2 separate regions of the Canis lupus genome follow, and region 1 is linked to region 2. The links are chromatin contacts, called in public Hi-C maps. All regions are on one chromosome and are shown on one strand. Each heading gives the region's core, a stretch centred on a gene start, on an enhancer-like site or on the middle of the called end of the contact. The rest is flanking DNA. Distances are from core to core; before and after follow the strand shown.

Region 1 (4,780 bases), core at 1,558-4,057, 240 kb after region 2:
TTTTAACACGTTTCCAAAAGAGTGACCACTCATTTTAGAAGTGGAAAAGACTCCTTTAAGAGACCAACATCTACCATCCAATGTAGATGGTAGATCGTTTTACCAAGCACTTTACTGAAAGTAAGAATTCTCAAGTGTCAAAAGGACAATTTACCCAATCACCTAATATAAACTATTTGAGATGGCTATTTCCTATAGTATCTTGCTAAATTAACTAATGCTTCTTCATCAATTATAACATCTGCTAAGTATTATACTTAAAACAGACATTTACCTTCTATCTCCACCAAAGGTTCCTGAGTAAACTCCTGAAAGAATTTGTAGAAGAACTTACTGCAAGCAGCCAAAACAGCCTTGTGGGCCTTAAAATGGTGTCCTAGATCAAAAAAAAAAAAAAAAAAAAAAAAAAAAAAGGTATCACACACAAAAGACCAACAAATAAAGTAGTAAATTTATATAAAATAAACCTTTCTCCACATTATAACCATAAGACTATATAAATTACCGAACTAAAATCAGAATAATCTTAGCAGCTATCTTGTTAAATTTCAATCTTAATTAGACATGAAGCCAAATCATTATCTCAAAGATCTTTTATTAAGTTAGTTTTATAAAAGTCAGTTTACAAAACTAAAAGAGGTAAGGAGCTTCTTCAAGATATATCCTATTCATTTAAAACTGCTAAATATAAACACAACCCAAAATATTATACATCTTTTGGAAAGAGAGAAGAAAAAGCCATAGAATAAGCATAAAGCTTGACATATTTGCTATGGAAAACATGTTAATATGCCTACTATTTGGAAGCAGCAGACCTACAATACAGCTGATCAGTAATAAAGGATACCTTGCCTCAAGAAGCCTTTTTTTATTTTTGAAGATTTTATTTATTTATTCATGAGAGACAGAGAGAGAGAGAGAGAGAGAGAGAGGCAGAGACACAGGCAGAGGGAGAAGCAGGCTCCATGCAGGGAGCCCCACGTGGGACTCAATCCCAGGACCCCAGGATCGCGCCCTGGGCTGAAGGCGGCGCTAAACCTCTTGAGCCACCCGGGCTGCCCTCGAGAAGCCTATTTTCACTAAACAGAAAAGATACCCAAACTGCGTTTGCCTCCTGAATAACGAACGACAACTCCTAATACTGGTAAAGACCCCATTGGATTTGGAGGCTTCCCAAAGAGGGTACCAGTGCTGCAAAGGAATCTCTCACACTCTCCCTCCGAGACCATCTGGGAAACGAGAAAAAGAATCCACATTTCCCACATGATTGCTGTAAAAGGCTCCTCAAAGCAGCTGATGAATAGAAGGCTATTAACTAAACATTTAGAGAGAGCTTCCCTCTCTCCAACGCTATTATCTTGCTCTCAAGTGTGCAACAGGAAAACTTCAAAAAGGCTGCAAAAAGTTAAGATGCGATGATTACGTTGAAAGCATGACTAGCCACCTAGCCTTCTGCAACACGGTCCGAGTGGACACTGACAAGTTCCGCACCCCACTCCACCCCCGGGTCCCAGCGCACACTCGACAGGCACTAGCCATGGAAGGTGGGTAGAAAAAGCGGGTGGGGGAAGGGGAGATAAGAACGGAAGCCACAAATTCGATGCTCTGCCCACCACCGTACCCACCGTCGACAATCAGGGTGATGTCAGTAAACCGATCCTGCTCCCGCTGTTCATTCAATCGGTCCAGGATCATTTTATGATGTTCCGGGAACTCCTGAAGGCATTCCATCGTCTCTTCGGCCTCCATGGCCGTCGGGTTGCTCTACAAAAGAGGAGCATGATAACGTACACCCATGAGCTCGGGCTGAGGTACAAAACCCCTTAAGCATAAAATAACAACAACAACAACAAAAAAAAAAAAACCCAAAACCCCAGCTACGTGAAAAGAAGGGGGGAGGGTGAGGCAAGAGGAGAGGAAGGCGAGGGAAGAAAGAAAGGCGAGCCGGGTGGCCGCCGCGCGTTGGGGGCCGGAGCCGCGGCCGCGGGACTCCGAGCCTGACCTAATTGGAGTCGGGAGACGCGAGCTGCAGCGGGGTGGGCAGAGCGCCGGAGGCTCCGGGCGCCGGGGCGCGCAGGTCCGGCAGCGGAAGGGACCCGACAGTCGTGGCGGCCCCCCAACGGCCCGCCAGGCCCTTCTGCCCGGCCCTGGCTCCCGCCGCCCCGGGACCCGGTCCGGCCCGCGGCCCACAACGACTCCCGGGTCGCCTCTCCCTCCCCCGCCCTCCCGCTTCTCCCCCGCCCCGACCGGGCCGGCACTCACTCAGGGAAGGAGGAGCGGCCCGGGCCTGCGCGTCACTTACGTCGACGTGCTGCGTCACCGCGCTGGGCTCCGGCTGACGCGGACGCCGACCCAACGCCGACCACTGAGGGAACGGGCCGCGCCCCGGCCGGTGGGGGCGGAGTCGACCCGGAGGATCGAAGCTCGGCGAGCGCCAGGCCGCGACCGCCGAAACGAGGAAGTCCGGCGGCGGTGGGGCTGGGCCAGCCGCGGGCCAGGCCGAGCCCGGGGCGGGGATCCTAAGTCGCCGCCCTTCCGCCCCCCGCCGGAGCTCAGGTGCGCGCGCGCCGCCGCCCCCGACCTCGGGAGAGTGAGCTCGCCGCGCGCTCCCAGGGCGCTTTTATCCGCGGCGCCCGCCGCCCCGCCCCGCCCCCTTCCCTCCCGAGCCCGGGTCGGCCCGCCTCACCTAGCTCGTGGTCCTCGCCCGCTGCCGGCGGGCCCTCGCGGCGTCTCGGTCCTCGCTCTCCCCTCGCGGGGCGAGGCTCGGCCCACGCAGCGCGCCCCCGCTGCCCAGCGCCTCGCCCTCCATCTCCCCGGGAGCGCCGGACGCGGCCTCCGCTGGGTCCCCCGGCGCACGTGCGCTCGCCCCGCGCCCCGGGCAGTCGCGTCGCGGCGACGGCGGCGGCGGCGGCGGCGGCGGCCCCGGGCGCGAGCACGTTCCGGCCCCTGGGACCTTCCTCCCGGCGCTCGGCGGGCGGCACGTGCTCGCGGGGCTCGCGACCTGGCTCCGCTCCTCGACGATCCTGGACGAGCGCGGCGCTCTTGCTGCCGCTCCGCTCCCCAACCCCCGCGCCGGAGGAGGCCGGGGACTTACGCGGCGTCCTTGGTCGCTTGGCTGGGTCATTCACCCGTTCACCTGGGGGGGGGGGGGGGATGCTTTGGAAGATCACGAGTGGAGATTTACTTTTTTTTTCTCACAAGAAAATAGAGTGGGGGTCAGGGAAAGACCCAAAATAGCAGTCTGTATGCAAGGGTGAGTGGCATCATTATCTCAACAGGCATTTCTAGGGCGCCAGCGCCGGGGTGGGCACTGGTGAGCAAGGCGAATGTGTTTTCTGCCTTCCTAAACTTAGTCTGATAGGTATTTTTGGACAGTTAATTATCTGGGTGCATTTCTGGGTGTTATGAGATGTGAAGAACAAGGTAATGGGGTGGGGGTGGGGAGCGGCCAGGAAAGCCAGTGTCTGTGGGTGTCCGTCAGCAGGTGGACAGCGAGCGCATCCAGAGGCCCCGAGATCATAGCATTTCGGGAACTAAAGGAAGTTTGGTGGGACAGACCCACAGGGGCCTTGTAAACAGTGCTAAAGGTGATAGGTTTTCTTACAATCGCAAATGGGAAACCTTGAAGGTTGAGCAGGATAGTAACAATTTAAGACTTACTCTTTATTTTTTTTTTAAAGATTTTATTATTTATTCATGAGAATACACAGAGATGAAACAGAGAGAGAGAGGCAGAGGCACAGGCGGAGGGAGAAGCAGGCTCCATGCAGGGAGCCCGACATGCCAGTCATCTGGGGTCTCCAGGGTCACGCCCTGGGATGAAGGTAGGCGCTAAACCGCTGAGCCACCCAGGCTGCCCAAGATTTACTTTTTATTTTATTTTATTTTTTTAACATACGAAAAGACATTTTATTATTATTTTCCTATATAACATATTAGTGAATACACACCATTGCGTTTCTCAAATGGCAAATGAGACACAAGATAACATCTTTTTGATTCCTGAAAACCTCAGTATCATCTGTCTTTTGGAGGATTCAGTTTCCTACGACGTCTATGAAACATCCACGAGGATACCAACGGTGCTTAGTAGTAAAGAACATTTTGCTAGGTGGTTCTATCATGAGTCCTTACTCAAAGTGTTCATTTTTTTCTTCTAGTCTGGTTTTCGGCACTTGGTCATATGTTTCTTCATTATTATGCACAGGATCTGGCCGAGGGATAGGTTTTGTATGCTCATATGGAATGTCCACAGAAGAGTGGTAGCATACTATCGTCCTGCCATCAGATGTCAAAGCAAGCTCTACTTTGCAATTATAGTCATCTGGTAGAGGAGAATATGTAGATTTTTTAAAATTTTTTATTTATTTATGATAGTCACACACAGAGAAAGAGAGGCAGAGACATAGGCAGAGGGAGAAGCAGGCTCCATGCACCGGGAGCCCGACGTGGGATTCGATCCCGGGTCTCCAGGATCACGCCCTGGGCCAAAGGCAGGCGCTAAACCACTGCGCCACCCAGGGATCCCCTAGTCTTTGTTTTAAAGTATATTTTGTGGGCAGCCCGGGTGGCTCAGCGGTTTGGTGCCACCTTCGGCCCAGGGCATGATCCTGGAGTCCCTGAATCGAGTCCCACGTTGGGCTCCCTGCATGGAGCCTGCTTCTCCCTTGGCCTGTGTCTCTGCCTCTCTCTCTCTCTCTCTCATGAATAAATAAATAAATAAATAAATAAATAAATAAATAAATAAAATATTTTTAAAAAAATAAACTCTATTTTGTTT
Region 2 (4,921 bases), core at 447-2,946:
GTGCTGTTTATTGAGAAAGCACAAAACCATACATCTAAAGGGACTTAAAGATTAGACCAATATAGCAGAAATGTTCTAATTAACTTCTGATTTCTAGAAAAGACTAGCTTCTTGACATTAAAACAAAACAAAACAAAACAAAAAAAACAGGAAACAACCAGAAAAATAATGAAGCAAGCAGAGCATAGACCAGGAGTGAGAACATCAATGATTTGAATGAGCATAGTGTTCTCTTGTTAGCTCTTCTCACTTGGCTCCTTGCTACCTTCAGGCTTCAGCACAAATTATCACTTCTTCAGAAGGGCCTCCCCCACTTAGTCTCTATGATATCACCCTGTTTATTTCCTTTACAGCACATACTACAGCCATCCAACTTTTCTTTGTGGTCTAGATCCTCCACTAGCACCTGAGTTCCATAAAGTCATCCTGTAACCCGTTACCAAGCACTAAGCTTGGCACACAGATCATTCAGTATGTGTTGTACAGATGAATCAGTGCCGTGGGACTGTAGGATGACTACAGAGAAAACAATTGTAACAATTTTGTTGTTTTGGTTGCAGGAAGCCATCCATGTTGTTCTTCAATAGCTCTAGAAAGCCTACAGTGCTATACAGCCAGGGCTGCTATAAGGGCAATGTGAAATTGTTACTGCATTCAAACTGTCCTTAATAGGATTAAAAGCACCCCGTGTTGTGGTTAATGTATTCTTTTTAATTAGCTCTTACACTGTGTGGGTTAAAATGTGTATCATTTTCCCTTCCAGTGGAGTCTTTGTCACCGGCTAAAAATCAAGAGTGTGACAATCAACGAACGGTCCAATCGCTGAGACACGGAGCCACACTTTAGGGTTCTGCGAGAGGGAGAGACCGAGCGCGACCGAGTTATTAGCCCTTGAGATTGAAGACCTCACTTTTTACCACAGAAACTTACAACTAAAATTAATATCGTGCCACTACTGCCTTTGCTTCCCATCTGCCCCTTGTTTTGAGAAACTGTAAGTAGGGAAAAAGGAGACAATGCCCCCCTTTTGAGCCCATTCTTTTGCACCCGTGCTTCCTAGAGCCAATGCCAAGCTAGACATCCTGGTGCCCACTCAGGCAGGAAGACAGCCTGGGACCTGGCCATTGTCTCATTGAACAGCTGCCTCTTAGGTCGCCCGGGTGGCTCAACGGTGGAGCGTGCGCCTTCCGCCCAGGGTGTGATCCTGGAGACCCGGGATCGAGTCCCGCGTCGGGCTCCCTGCGTGGAGCCTGCTCCTCCTCCCTCTGCCTGTGTCTCTGCCTGTGTCTCTGAATAAATAAATAAAATCTTAAAAAAAAAAAAAAAAGCTGCATCTTGAGTCCGGCTAATTAGGGTCAAGCCCGGGTAACTTATGCAGGTCCCCCCCGCCCCCCGCCAGCTCCCGTGCGTCTAGCAGTCGTGATTAGATGACCCCGCCGTGTCCCTGCGGCCACGAGGACGTGTGGCCCCCACCACGCCCACTAAGCCGCGAAGAGTAATTATCAACAGGTCCCGAAGGGGGCGCCGGAGCGCCGCGGAGGGGAGGCGGCCCCCGCAGCCTGAACGCCTCCGGAGCCCACCCAAAGACCGAGCACAGAAGCCGGATATCGGCCCGGCCCGGACGGCCCGCGGCTCTCGGCGTCCGCGCGCAGGCCCGTGCACCCCGCACCCCGCACCCCGCACGCCCCTGCGGCGTCCCCAGCTTCCCGGCCGCCAGCAGCGGTGCGTCGCGGGTCTGTCGGCGGCCGAGGCTGGGACACGGCGCCGCCAACGTCAGGTTCGACGGAGGAGGCCGACGAGGCACTTGCCTTCCCACCCCGCTTCCTAAAGGTCTCCTAACGGGGCACGGCGGGGAAGGCTCAGGAGAGCACCGGCGCCACCAAACACCGAGCTACCCGCGCTCGTCGGCCAGGAGGGGGGCCACTATCCCGGCGTCCTCTGCGCCGACCTTCCGGGCTGGAGCCCCTCTGGCCGGCGGCCCGCGTCTCTGTGGTGCCGGCCGCGGGGGGGCGGGGCGGAGGGGCGGGGCCGCCGAGCGCGCCGCGGGCTTCAGCCGGGAGAGCCGGACGCGGGCGCGGCTGAGCTCGGCGAGCGGCCGGGCGGCGGGGGGCCGAGCGGACGCCCCGGAGCTGCGCCCCGAGGTGGGAAGCCGGGCTGGCTCCAGGTCCCAGTGGGGAGGGCGTGAGGGGCGGCGAGCGCGCGGGCCCCGAGAGCCAGCGGGGTGTGCTCGGCGGGCGGTCCCGGGCCGCCGGTGGGCTCCTCGGCTCGGCTCGGCCCGGCCCGGCCCGGGGCGGCGGGGGTCGCGCCCTGGCCCCTTGCCGCCTTGCCCCGGCGCCCCGGACCCCGCGGGCGGGAGAGCGCGCAGGTGCGCCGGGTCCCTACGCCGCTGGCGAGGGCTGGGTTCCTAACGCGAGGCCCGCCCGCCCGGCGTGTTGCATCACACCAGCCTTCGGAAGGGATGATTCGGGGAATTTGCTGAGCCCCCGATAGATGTCTAAATTCGGAACCGCATGTTTTATTCCTAGTGGTGTAGGAACTAAACATCTCCTATTCAGACTATATAAAGTTTCTGTGCAAGTGAGCAGGGTTTGTGCTTCTCTCCTTGGCACATTAGCCGCATTAAGATCTAGCATCTAAAAAAAAAAAAAAAAAAAGATCTAGCATCTGCTTTAGGTATTCTAGCATTAAAAAATTAAATAGATTAGGGGCACCTGGCCGGCTCAGGCGGCGGAGTCTGTTCCAGCCTCAGCCCCATCTTCGGTGTTGAGATTACTTTTAAAAATTAAAATCAAGCTTCCTACCTGCTTGAGAAACCGCCTCTTTGGAGATTAAATGTATTTGAAACAGTAAAAAAAAAAAAAAAAAAAAAAAAAAAATTAATTTAAAAAATAAATTAACTTTCACAGCACTGACATTGAAGAAGACTTGTTTGTAAAGTCTGTACTGAAGGTAGTTACCAGATTATGGGCTGCCTTTACCTCAGGTCTTTGTAAATATTTGTGTGAAGGGAGAGTGAAGCAGATGCTATTTACGTTGAGAATTTGTTCGTTGTTTTGGCAGAAAGATTTGTCTGAGATTAGTAACAAACTGCACAGTAGTGTGTAATTAAAGTAACTGGCTAATTATGTTTGTGGAATTAAGGAAAGCAAATATTACTGCTCTGTGTACTTTAAAGATCCCATAGTTGATGGCATTTTACTGAAACGGGATGGGGTGTGACAATTTGGCCATCGTAGAAAGTGGCTGCGAGTCATAAGGACTTGTTATGGGCGTTAGGAGACGAGAAGTCATCCTCCAGATATTTTTAGTTCATAGGCTGAGAGATGCTTACCTGCTTACCCTTTGTACTTGCATAATGAAACATTTATTATTAGATGCCTTCACACTAGATTTTATGCATGGCAAGGTTAAAAGAAAATTGTAATTACTATTAAGGAAACTTCCCAACAAAAGTAAGCATGTAGAATAAAGTTATTTTGTAGTTTTTGAGGTTCCAGAGTCCATTCTGTTTGTAGGGGAGGGGTAGGAAGTGGAAAAAGGAAGAAAAAGGTATGAAGAAAAATGGGTACACTTGGACGTCCTCATCAGAGACAATAAATAAAAGGCGGTATACTTAGTAAAGTTCTTTCTCAAAAAGTGTTTTGTTTTTTTTTTCTTATCCTCATACTCAGAATCTAAGCCAGCGATGTTAAATATCTGCACTAATACAGTTGGAGTGGAATAGATGTCAGAATTGTGTTTCTGGGACCATAATTACACCATTGTAAAAATGGAAATAGTGTTGTGTTAGATATGTATTACTGTATGACAAATTACCCCGAAACTTAGAGGCTTAAACACTTAACAAGTATTATCTTACTATGTCTGTGGGCCTAGGACTTTGGAAGAGGCTTAGCTGAGTGATTCTGGCTCAGCGGCCCATGCCGTTGTAGTCCAGATGTTTGCAGGGCTGCGGGCATCTAAAAACTTGATGGGGGCTGAGGGATCTACTTCCACATTCACTCATTAGCTTTTTGCTCCCCTCTTATCCAGCAAGCTGTTTTATACCTCTCACTTGTAAAGTGCATTTTGTCCTATCCCATTATATGTATTTGTTCCTATTCATAAACCATAATATAGTTGAACAATAAGGTTTTCTTTTTCAGGTCACTAAATTTGGATCATCATTTAAGTACTTGAAGTGATCTTTTGATGTTTCACTTTGCTTGTAACACGTCTTTAGCCACCCCATCTTTTTAGAATCTGAACTTATGTAAAACACAAGGTTAGTAACATTTAAATATATTTTGGGGTGGTAAAAATTGTTTCAAGAGTAAAAGAGGATGGATGTAATGCAGTGGCTTTATAGTGGCATCATGCAGTTTGCAATTAAGTGAATAATGACTTTTTATTTTTGTTCCCTTTCTGGGATAAGATCTGAAAATGAGTTTGTAATAAATATATGAGCATAGTTTGAGTGGCAGGAGAGCTTTTCTGTTGAGCTTCTATGTGTGTCCAGCCTACATTCTTACACTCTTCAACCTAAGCGGCCTTTTTTCTTTAGGCTGATTTGCACGCCACAGCTTACTGAAGGAGGGAGATATTGCTGCTTAGTGTAGCACCTCTCTGGCTTGGTCATTAATTGAAATTTATGTGTCCCAGTTCCCCTCCAGCTAAGTGAATACTGGCATCTGTCCTTGGTTCAAAGGGATATTTCATGTACTTTAAAATTATATGCACTGAACCTTTAAACATGTTAACTTCTTTATCCATGCCAGTGTCAAGAGTTTATTTTGTAAAGTAGAAACAAATGATTGAAAATCCTGAGGTGTATAGAAAGGATTCATGACCCTGGGGATATCTTTTGCATTTTTTTAGATTTTGGTTATAACTCCTGCTTGAAAGTGTGTGGAATCCTAGAAGAGTCCGTAGACTTTAACCC

Evidence for each region. A called contact is a pair of places that touch in the nucleus more often than the background predicts.
Region 1: a contact with region 2 is called in a Hi-C map of blood, with 2.2 times the contacts expected there. The contact joins the promoter of ZNF131 here to the promoter of TMEM267 in region 2. A contact is called at or near these places in 2 of 9 Hi-C or Micro-C datasets (amygdala and blood).

The regions. Positions count from the first base shown.
Region 1 is chr4:67,684,374-67,689,153 of UU_Cfam_GSD_1.0, forward strand. ZNF131 (zinc finger protein 131) reads right to left here and starts at 2,808. Exons shown (of 7, transcript XM_038535192.1): 1 at 2,687-2,808; 2 at 1,626-1,764; 3 at 275-376. The coding sequence starts at 1,749.
Region 2 is chr4:67,445,405-67,450,325 of UU_Cfam_GSD_1.0, forward strand. TMEM267 (transmembrane protein 267) reads left to right here and starts at 1,697. Exons shown (of 4, transcript XM_038535168.1): 1 at 1,697-1,830; 2 at 4,146-4,264. C4H5orf34 reads left to right here. Exons shown (of 14, transcript XR_005358500.1): 14 at 764-1,280.